Regions from separate parts of the Mus musculus genome. Here all the other regions are linked to region 3. A link is a contact called in public capture Hi-C and promoter capture Hi-C data. All regions are on one chromosome and are shown on one strand. The core of a region is the stretch at or near the end of the contact, and the rest is flanking DNA. Distances in the headings are between cores, read along the strand shown.

Region 1 (2,941 bases), core at 287-2,786, 380 kb after region 3:
TACTAAAGAGCCCTGGCGAGACTTCCGTCTGCTGAAGAACGTAGTGAGCGTGGGTCTCTGCCCGGAGCCTTCTGTCTCCAGTACCTCAGAGCCCTTGTTGCCCCCTGCCCCTGATGTGGTTGTGGCCTCTTCATCAGGAACCCGGGCTGGCCCAGCCCAGGCATCCACCACCCCATTTCGTTTTCCTCCTCCGCTCAGGGTCAGGGCCCCAGTCCTCCGCTTTTGCCTCTGGCGCCACAACAGCAGTAGCGCCACGAGGGCCAAAACCACCACCAAGGCAATAAGCATGGGCACCAGTAACATGCCACTTGATTCTTGGCTTGGTGACCTGGTGGTTATGGGATCTTGGGTAGACGTCGTGGATGTTTTTCTGCTGGAAACTGAGGTGCCACGGGCCACACTGGAACTCTCCACAGAACTGGTTGCTGTGGTAGCAGGGAGTCCATGCATCTCACTCGAGGGCCCCAGAGACCCAGTAGCTGTGGTGACAGGGGGACCACTGGTCTTGGAGCTTACTGTTGTAGCCACAGAGGGTCCACTGGTCTCGTTAGAGCTTGTTGTCACAGTGGTGGGGGGTGCACTGGTTCCTTTAGAGATAGATGTAGATGCTGCAGTTCCGTCTGTCACAGGATTGGCTGCAGGTCCGTCTGTCACAGGATTGGCTGCAGTGACAGGAGGGTCACTGGCTACATTTGATGGTTCTGGAAGCAGTGCTGATGTCTTGCTGGAAACTTCCTGAGAGGCAGTAGGCTCAGGTACAGGGGTGCTCATGCTGGCACCAGCAGAAGTCTCCAAAGAAGACAATTCAGTAGTTTCCAAGGGGGTCAAAGAAACTGGGATTGTGGTCTGCCCCCAGGGGCTGATGGTCTCCTTCGAGTCCACTGTCCCTGACCCCACAGAAACTGATGGGCTGGCATTCTGGGCTTCAGAGGTACTTGGAGCTGTGATATGTGGGGTAGATGGTAGCATCGTCGTCCTCTGCAGACTGTCTGGGCTCGCCACCTGGACCCAGCATGCCCCAAAGAGGAGGAGAAGGTGCAAGGCCATCTCCAGAGGGACAGGCAGGAGCAGGAGTTGGGACCTGAATGTAGGGAAGTTACAGAAGAACGCGGTTGGGGAGGGAAACTTGGCCAGCCCCACTCCTTCTGCCCACTTCCCTGCCAACTGCCAAGCCCATCTTGTGGTTTAACGTTTTTTTTTTGTTTTGTTTTGTTTTTCCATTCTTGCTTTCACTATTATCAGAGACAACAGGGGAACAGATGGCGCCAGTGACTCCCACCCTGGCCTTGGCAGCTCAGACTCCAGAGCAGCCATGTCCCCCTGGCCTTCATTCATTGTTCCAGCCCGTGGCTCTGGACTCCCTTACCCCCTCACCCTATTCATCTTTTCAAACTATAGGTACATTCCTTCATCCTCTGAGCATCCCCACCCCCGTACCCAGCAAGATCATACCCTCTTACCAGATTAATGGTTAAGGCACAGGGCCAGGGCAAGTACCTCCAGTTCTTCCTGAGGCTTGGTCAGGACTGGGGCAGACTGAGCCCCAGGGGGAAAGGAAGTGGGTCTTGGCTCCACCCACTCCACCCCTGCATCCTGCCCCACCCATTCCTACTCCCATAGTTGCTTGTGGGGACCCAAGGGTTCAGTGGAGGCATGAAAGGATGCTCGGGGTCCAGACGGGAATTCTTAGGTTTTCACTGGAGTCCAAGTGTCAGAGATGAGTGATGGGGAGTAGGGGTGGAGTGGAAGATATGGAGGGGAGAACCGTTTCCTTTCCCTCCCTTGCTCCTCAAGCTGTTTGGCCAGAACCTGAGACCCTGAGACTGTGGGTGCACTTCCTGCCGAAGAGCTCCAAGAAAGCTGCAGGGCCGGGGAAAACCTCTCAACTCTGCTCGTGGTCCTGAAAGGTTTTTAGGGCTGCTGAACCCTGCCAGAGCCACAGGGAATTGAGGTCACTCCTGTGGCCCCCAGTTTAAGCTAGTACTAACATTGCACATGCTATGGTCTTAGAGAACTAGGAGAGCTAGAGCGATGGCTGAAAGGTTTGGAGCCCTTGAAGGAGACCTGTTCAGTTCCAGCTTGGTGGCTCACGACCACCCCATAATCCAGAGGATCCAACGTCCTCTTCTGGCCTCCAAGGGCACCAACCCACATAGGTACAGACAGGTACTCATATACAAATATGAAAATAAATTAAGATTTACTTAACGGCCAGGTGTGGTGGAGCACACCTTTAATCCCAGGACTCAGGAAGCAGAGGTATGTGGATCTCTGTGAGTTCGAGGCCAGCCTGGTCTACAGAGTTGTTCATAATAATAATAATAATAATAATAATAATAATAATAATAGATTTATTTAAAAAAGAAAACTTCTAGGGCTGGTGAGATGGTGGCTCAGTGGTTAAGAGCGCCGACTGCTCTTCCGAAGGTCCCGAGTTCAAATCCCAGCAACCACATGGTGACTCACAACCATCCCTAACGAAATCTGATGCCCTCTTCTGGAGTGTCTGAAGACAGCTACAGTGTACTTACATACAATAAATAAATAAATATTAAAAAAAAAAGAAAAGAAAACTTCTAGAAAGACCTATATTAAAAAATTAACCATGGGCTGGAGAGATGGCTCAGTGGTTAAGAGCACTGACTGTTCCTCTAGAGGTTCTGAGTTCAATTCCCAGCAACCACATGGTGACTCACAACCATCTGTAATGGGATCTGATGCCCTCTTCTGGGTGTGTGTGAAAACTGCTACCGTGTACTCATATAAATAAAATAAATCTTTAAGAAAGAAAGTAACAAAAAGTCTTTAGCTGAGTGGGGTGTTTTATGCAGATTTATCCCAGGGCCTCAGTGCTGCTTGAGTAAGTGCTCTACACCGAGCCGCATGGAACCTCACAGAGCCGCACGGAGCCATCCCCAAGCCCCAAGTAAGGAGATCTATG
Region 2 (2,750 bases), core at 88-2,587, 450 kb after region 3:
AAGCAGCTGGCATCTTAGCTGCTTAGTAGGTATCAGCTCATTCAATCCCTCTCTTCATAGAGGAAACTGAGGCATAGAAACAGGGACACCACTAGCTCAAGGACACGGGCCTAGGCAAGGTCTAGGCTTAAATCGAGACGACTGCCTTGATCCCTGGTCCTCAGCTCTGAAGTCATAGAAACCCCAGGATGCTCTGGGCACTGCAGCTCCTGCTAATGACTCCCTGGGCCAGGGCTGGCCAGGTGCATCCCCTCCCCGCCCCTCCCCTCCCCCTACGCGTCCCCAGGCAGCCCCCACGGGGTGCCCACTGTGTACTCACAGGCTGCCTGAGTACTGGCTGCCCCCAAGGAAACCATACTTGTCCGTCTTGCGCAGGGCCATCCCATTTATCTCCGAGTCTGAACCCATGGAGCTCACATCATCCGGCAAGGACTCCAAGGTCCCTGACATGAGGCTCACGGAGTCCAAGTAGCTCAGGGTGTCTGGGGCCTGACCCCGAGGCCCCGAGATGCCAGGTCCTAGACTGGACGTGGAGCCCAGGTCTTGAAAGTTTTCAACAGGCTCCGGAGCTGGGGTCACTGTCACCACAGCCACCGGAGTCGGAGCCGGAGCCTCGCATGTCCCGGGAGGGCCTGTGACAGGCCCTGAGGGGTCCTCAGGCACCGACCCTGCTGATGCTGAGGTCGCAGCTTCATGCCCACCTGCCACCTGTCCTACTCCACCCCGTGCAGTCACTCCTGAAGCCACTGTGGTCCCCGGCTTGGGGGCAAGCGGGGGTTTGGCAGTCAGGGCTCCAGGCGCCATTCTGGAAGGTGTCCGAGTGGGGGTCCCTGGTCCTGGGACAGGAGAGGCTCGAACCTCTTCCGTCTTTTGAGTGTCTGTCCCCAAAGCCAAAGCCACCGACGTCTCGGCTCCTGTTTCTGCCGCTGGTGCGGGGAACTCTTGCGTCTTCGCGGCTTCGGGTGAGGCCTCCAGGGTCAGCATCACTACCGTGCTGCTCGTAGCTGTCGTGGGTGTAGAGGCCGAGGTCTGTGATGATCCTGGGACGCAGGCGGGCCGAGCCTCCCCGGGGGCCACCAATTCGACTGGGGCCGAAGTGGCTGTAGTCACTGGCGGTCCCGGTTCCACCACTAAGTGCGATCCGGCCCGGGAGCCCCGGGGCGGGGGCGAAGGGGCAGCGGGGGCGCCGTGGCGGCGCGGCGGGGCCACAAGGGGCGCCGGACCCGTCTCCATAGCTGCGGGCGGCCCCTCACATCCCCCCGCCGGGGAGGCCGCAGAAGGCGCCGCCCCTCAGGCCGCCCGGAGCAGCCCGCCGGGGCTGCAGAGAGGGCGAAGGGCGCGGCTCGGCGCGCGCCGGGGGCGGGGCGGGACCCGGCGGCAGGCGGCGGGCGGCGCGCGCAGGCGGGGCAAGGGTCGACGGCGCTCGCGCCGGGGTCTCCCGGCCTCTCACCCTACTCGCGCGCTCGCGCCGCCCCCTCCCAGCGAGGGGCCGGCTGCCGACGTCGCGCCTGCGCAGACGCGGAGGAGCAGCCACTGTCCCGGCGAACTACGCCTGCGCGAGGAAAGGCCCTCCCGCACCCCTCCTTTTTTTTTTTTTTTTTTTTTTTTTAATCTCCCGCCCCCTCTATAAGACCAGGACGGATAATAGGAGAGAGAAAACTGAGTTCCTGCCAATCGATGGAAGGGTGGGTGGGGTTAGAGGCGGGAAGAGGGTGGGTACTCGAGAAAGAGGAAGTGAAGAAGGCAGAGGCAGGACGAAGAAAACAAGCAATAGAAAAGAGAGATCCTGAGCATCCAGGCCAATAAACACAACTGAAGAGAGTGAGTGACCGCAGAAGGGCGGGGAATGAGGCTGGTGTTGGGCAGTAAGAGGCAGGGACTAGGAACTTGTTAGCCAATGGAAATGGTGAAAAGGGAACCAAATTAAAAAGGGGGGCTAGGCAGTCAAATTGACTGACGGTCACGTCTATTCCTGTGATGACAGCATCAGCAGTCAATAGAAAGAGCCGAAAAATTCTTAGACTTCCTGAGATGATCAGGAAGGAATGACAACCAGGGAGAGGCGGGCTTAACTTGTGATTAACTTGTTAGCCAATGACTGTCCTTCTCCACTTTGCATAAGAGTAGAAATAGATAACATTCTCTGCTTCTAGGGCCAGGGATGCTGCCAGCAGGCGGTGCCAGAGCAAGAATAGTCAGTGACAACCAGAGACAAGCGCGAGAGGAGGTGACAACTGGGGACATCACTGAGAAGAGCCTGGAGCATCGGTGCGGCTCCTAGCCAATAAGAGTGCCGCGCTGGCCTTCTTGGGTTTCCAAAAGAGCCCCTGTTCATTCAACTCCTGAGCTGCACCACAAACCCAGTGCCCTCATCAGTACTCTCTACCTCGATGTGTCTAGTTAGACTATAGTCAGTCCTCTGAAAGACTCATCTCTCAATTCCCTATTTCAGGCAGGAACTCAGACCAGGTTTCTCTAAGTTCTCATGTACAAACTCAGCTTCTCCCCCCCCCCCCACCTCCACCCCGCCGCCGCAAACACTGCAATTTCTGAAACCCATATCCTCTGAGCACTACTTCACTCTCCCGGCTTGTGGGTGGAGGTCCCATCTCAGAACCCAAATCCATGAATCCTCAATACCATGAACCCTCCTCTTTGAAGGATTCAAGAACCAAGCCGTATTGTTATCCACTTCTCTTAGTACTCATTAGCTACTAACTACAAGACCTGACGTTATGAGTTCTAACCTT
Region 3 (3,038 bases), core at 108-2,607:
CTGTAGGCAGACATGCACGTAATTTTTAAATTCTATTTTATTTATTTTGTGTGTGAATATGTGTCTGTCCACATTCATGCTATAGCATGCTTGTGTTGGTTGGAGGAAAACCTGCAGGAGCTAATTCTCTACTTCCATTGTGAAGGTCCCAGAGATCCAACTCAGATCTTTGGGCTTGCTTGGCAAGCATCTTTACCTACCCAACCATCTTACCAGCCCAGCGTGGGGGGAGGGGGGGACAGAAAGACAGAGACAGACAGAGACAGAGAAAAGGTGACAGTGAATTTAAATTGATTTAGTTACCTTTGTCCACAGCTACCACCCTTTCCCTCCTTCTCCCGTGAAGTGAGCTGGGTTGCACGTCCTCTGGGCAATCAGGCAGAGGATTTGTACGACACTGGGGCCTCAGCACACACCTGAGCCCCCCTGCAGGCCTGTGTCTTCACACTGGAGTCAGGACCGACTTCACAGCTTCACAGTGCTGCCTGCCGTCCACCACCCTCCAGATTGCTTCCTCATTATAAAACGTAAGATATACTCCCTCAGCAACTCAGGGTGGCCCACTCCTACCAAGTCTGACAGCCTGAATTGGACACCTGGGACCCACATGGTGGAAGGAATCAGATGTCCTCTGACCTCCACACAGGCTCTGTGACATACTTACGCTCCAACACACAAAATTAATAAATGTGGCAAATAAACGAATAAGAAATTATGGAAGCTGGGCATGGTGATACATACAGCTTCTAACTAATCCTAGCACTGGCGAGTTAGTATGTTGAGGCCAGCCTGGTTACCTAGTCTACATAGTGAGTTCTGGAACAGCCAGTTCCATGTCAAGAGACCCTCTTAAAAAAGAAAGAGAGAGAGAAAAGAAAGGATGGAGATGTGGCTCAGTGGTAGGATGCTTGCCTAGTAGCATCCTGAATCTGTATGATGGCTCAGGCCTAAAGGCAGGAGGATGTGTTCAAGGCCAACCTCCACCACATAGAGAGCCTTTGGGGCTAGCCTGGATTACCACTATCTGTTTAAATGAAACAAAGATGTGAGGCAGGTCTTCAAAGGTTAACTGTAAGCCGGGTGGGTTCCCTTAGCATTACTGAGGGCCACTGGCCCCTGGGGCTGCAGAACTCTCTTGGCAGACTAAAGTACCCTAGTGGCCAAGGCAGGGAAGGAACAGCGTAACTAGGCGGGAAAGCCGGGTGCGCGCCCAGGAGACCATGTGACGTCTCGGGCCCGCGCAGGCTCGCCCGGCAGGCGCGGGGGCGGGACGCGCGGGGGCGGGGGCGGAGCCTGGCGCGCGGCCCCGCGGTGACAGGGCGGTAGGGAGGGGCGGGGCCGCGGGCGGGGCAGCGGGGGGAGGCGGGAGGAGTGGAGATGGCGGCGGCGGCGGCGGCTCCGGGGGGCGGGGGCGGGGAGCCCAGGGGAACTGCTGGGGTCGTCCCGGTGGTCCCCGGGGAGGTGGAGGTGGTGAAGGGGCAGCCATTCGATGTGGGCCCACGCTACACGCAGCTGCAGTACATCGGCGAGGGCGCGTACGGCATGGTCAGGTGAGGGGGCGTCCCGGGAGGGGGCTTCGGAGCAGGGACAGCAGGTGTGTGCTCGGGACATGGGGGGCTCAGGGAGTGTCGCAGGGGAAGTATCGTGCAGTGACTTCTGGAGGACTAGGCGCTACTTTCTCCAGGGAGGGGGGTTGGAGGCTTTGAAGCCACCTTGTATTGTTAAGGGAGGGGCACCTGGGGGACCCTAGAGATAAAGGTGGAGCTAAGAGGATGAAGGGGGAGTGAGGGACCCACGAGCAGGTAGTGGGAGCCTTGGTTCCCCCCTGATGAGGCTGTGACAGAGAGTTTGAGAGAGGAGAGCAAAGCTCAGGGTGGGGCAAACCTTTGCACCTCTGCCCCTGGCAAGGCTAGGGGCCCAAAGTAGGGAAGGGTCTCTAGAATGTGCCTTATTTTGTGGTATACGGGTTTGTGAGTTCTCGCTGCCCCACTGTGTGCTCTGCTCTGGGCCTTTGTTCCTATGGGAGCAGCTCTGACCCAGGAACCGCACAGGGAGACCTGCCTGCCCCTCCTTATCTCTTCTCTCCTGTCCCATTACTGAATCCTCTAGGCTTCATCTACTTTCTCCATTTAACTCCTATCCCCTGGACCTGTCTGGGATTGAGAGAGTCCAGCTTGGGAAAGGGGAGGAGGGTGAGGGCAACTAGAATGTAAGAGGGTCCAGGAGAAAGGAAGTCGGTGAGTGGCCACTCTCTTCCTCTGTTTGTGAAGTCACTGAAAGGCTGCCTGGCTGATACCCAGCTTTCCCCTGGAGATCCCAGGCCTTCACAGCAGGAAGGAGCCAGCATTGTTTACATTTGGCCAGAACCCTCTCCTCCTCTCTCCAGTCCCTGCCAAGACCTGGGTGGGGCCAACAGGCCTGGATTCCCCCTTTGTAAGGCCACATCTCTCTGGCCCTCTCAGCTCAGCTTATGACCACGTGCGCAAGACCAGAGTGGCCATCAAGAAGATCAGCCCCTTTGAGCATCAAACCTACTGTCAGCGCACGCTGAGGGAGATCCAGATCTTGCTGCGATTCCGCCATGAGAATGTTATAGGCATCCGAGACATCCTCAGAGCGCCCACCCTGGAAGCCATGAGAGATGTGTATCCTTCACCTTAGCCACAGCCCCAGAGTAAAGCTAGGGAGCTTGGCTCTGTTGTCTGTGGTCATCTTTTGTACTACCCTCCAAAAAAAAAAAACCCCAGCAAAGTAACTTTTTAGCAGAGAGTCTACAGAGCATGAGAGCACACTGGCAGGCCTTGGATCCTGGTCTGTCGCAGCCAAGTGGAGTGGCCTTGAACACATCCCTTTCTGCTCTGTGCCCCAGTATGGTGTGTGGGGAGGGAGAATGCTGTGGAAAAAACGATCTCTATGGGAGCTTTGTCTTCTGACATCTGCAGGTCTGTGACATGACCCAGTCTCTGCCCACAGCCTGTTCTTGCTCAACAGACTCACGATTCTTTCTTTAGAGACCTCACACTGGATGGAAAGCAAAG

What was found. Promoter capture Hi-C pulls out the DNA fragments that hold promoters and counts their contacts. Capture Hi-C pulls out chosen DNA fragments and counts their contacts.
Region 1: a capture Hi-C map of embryonic stem cells shows a contact between it and region 3, with 3 times the contacts expected there. The contact joins the promoter of Spn here to the promoter of Mapk3 in region 3. A contact is called at or near these places in 11 of 39 promoter capture datasets (the 3T3-L1 cell line, 3T3-L1-derived adipocytes, cranial neural crest and 6 more), 10 of 115 datasets of contacts at active chromatin or transcription factors (T-cell acute lymphoblastic leukemia, acute myeloid leukemia, craniofacial prominence and 5 more) and 5 of 9 other capture datasets (adipose tissue, embryonic stem cells, liver and 2 more).
Region 2: a contact with region 3 is called in a promoter capture Hi-C map of neural stem cells. The contact joins the promoter of Tbc1d10b here to the promoter of Mapk3 in region 3. A contact is called at or near these places in 9 of 39 promoter capture datasets (the 3T3-L1 cell line, the C10 cell line, the SN4741 cell line and 5 more), 3 of 484 Hi-C or Micro-C datasets (bone marrow-derived macrophages, embryonic stem cells and forebrain), 18 of 115 datasets of contacts at active chromatin or transcription factors (the 230-238 cell line, astrocytes, bone marrow-derived macrophages and 9 more) and 5 of 9 other capture datasets (adipose tissue, embryonic stem cells, liver and 2 more).

The regions. Positions count from the first base shown.
Region 1 is chr7:127,136,287-127,139,227 of GRCm38.p6, forward strand. Spn (sialophorin) reads right to left here and starts at 1,537. Exons shown (of 2, transcript NM_009259.5): 1 at 1,461-1,537; 2 at 1-1,081. The coding sequence starts at 1,047.
Region 2 is chr7:127,207,131-127,209,880 of GRCm38.p6, forward strand. Tbc1d10b (TBC1 domain family, member 10b) reads right to left here and starts at 1,338. Exons shown (of 9, transcript NM_144522.5): 1 at 320-1,338. The coding sequence starts at 1,233. It also overlaps a transcript of Mylpf not described here.
Region 3 is chr7:126,758,269-126,761,306 of GRCm38.p6, forward strand. Mapk3 (mitogen-activated protein kinase 3) reads left to right here and starts at 1,358. Exons shown (of 9, transcript NM_011952.2): 1 at 1,358-1,550; 2 at 2,463-2,645. The coding sequence starts at 1,378.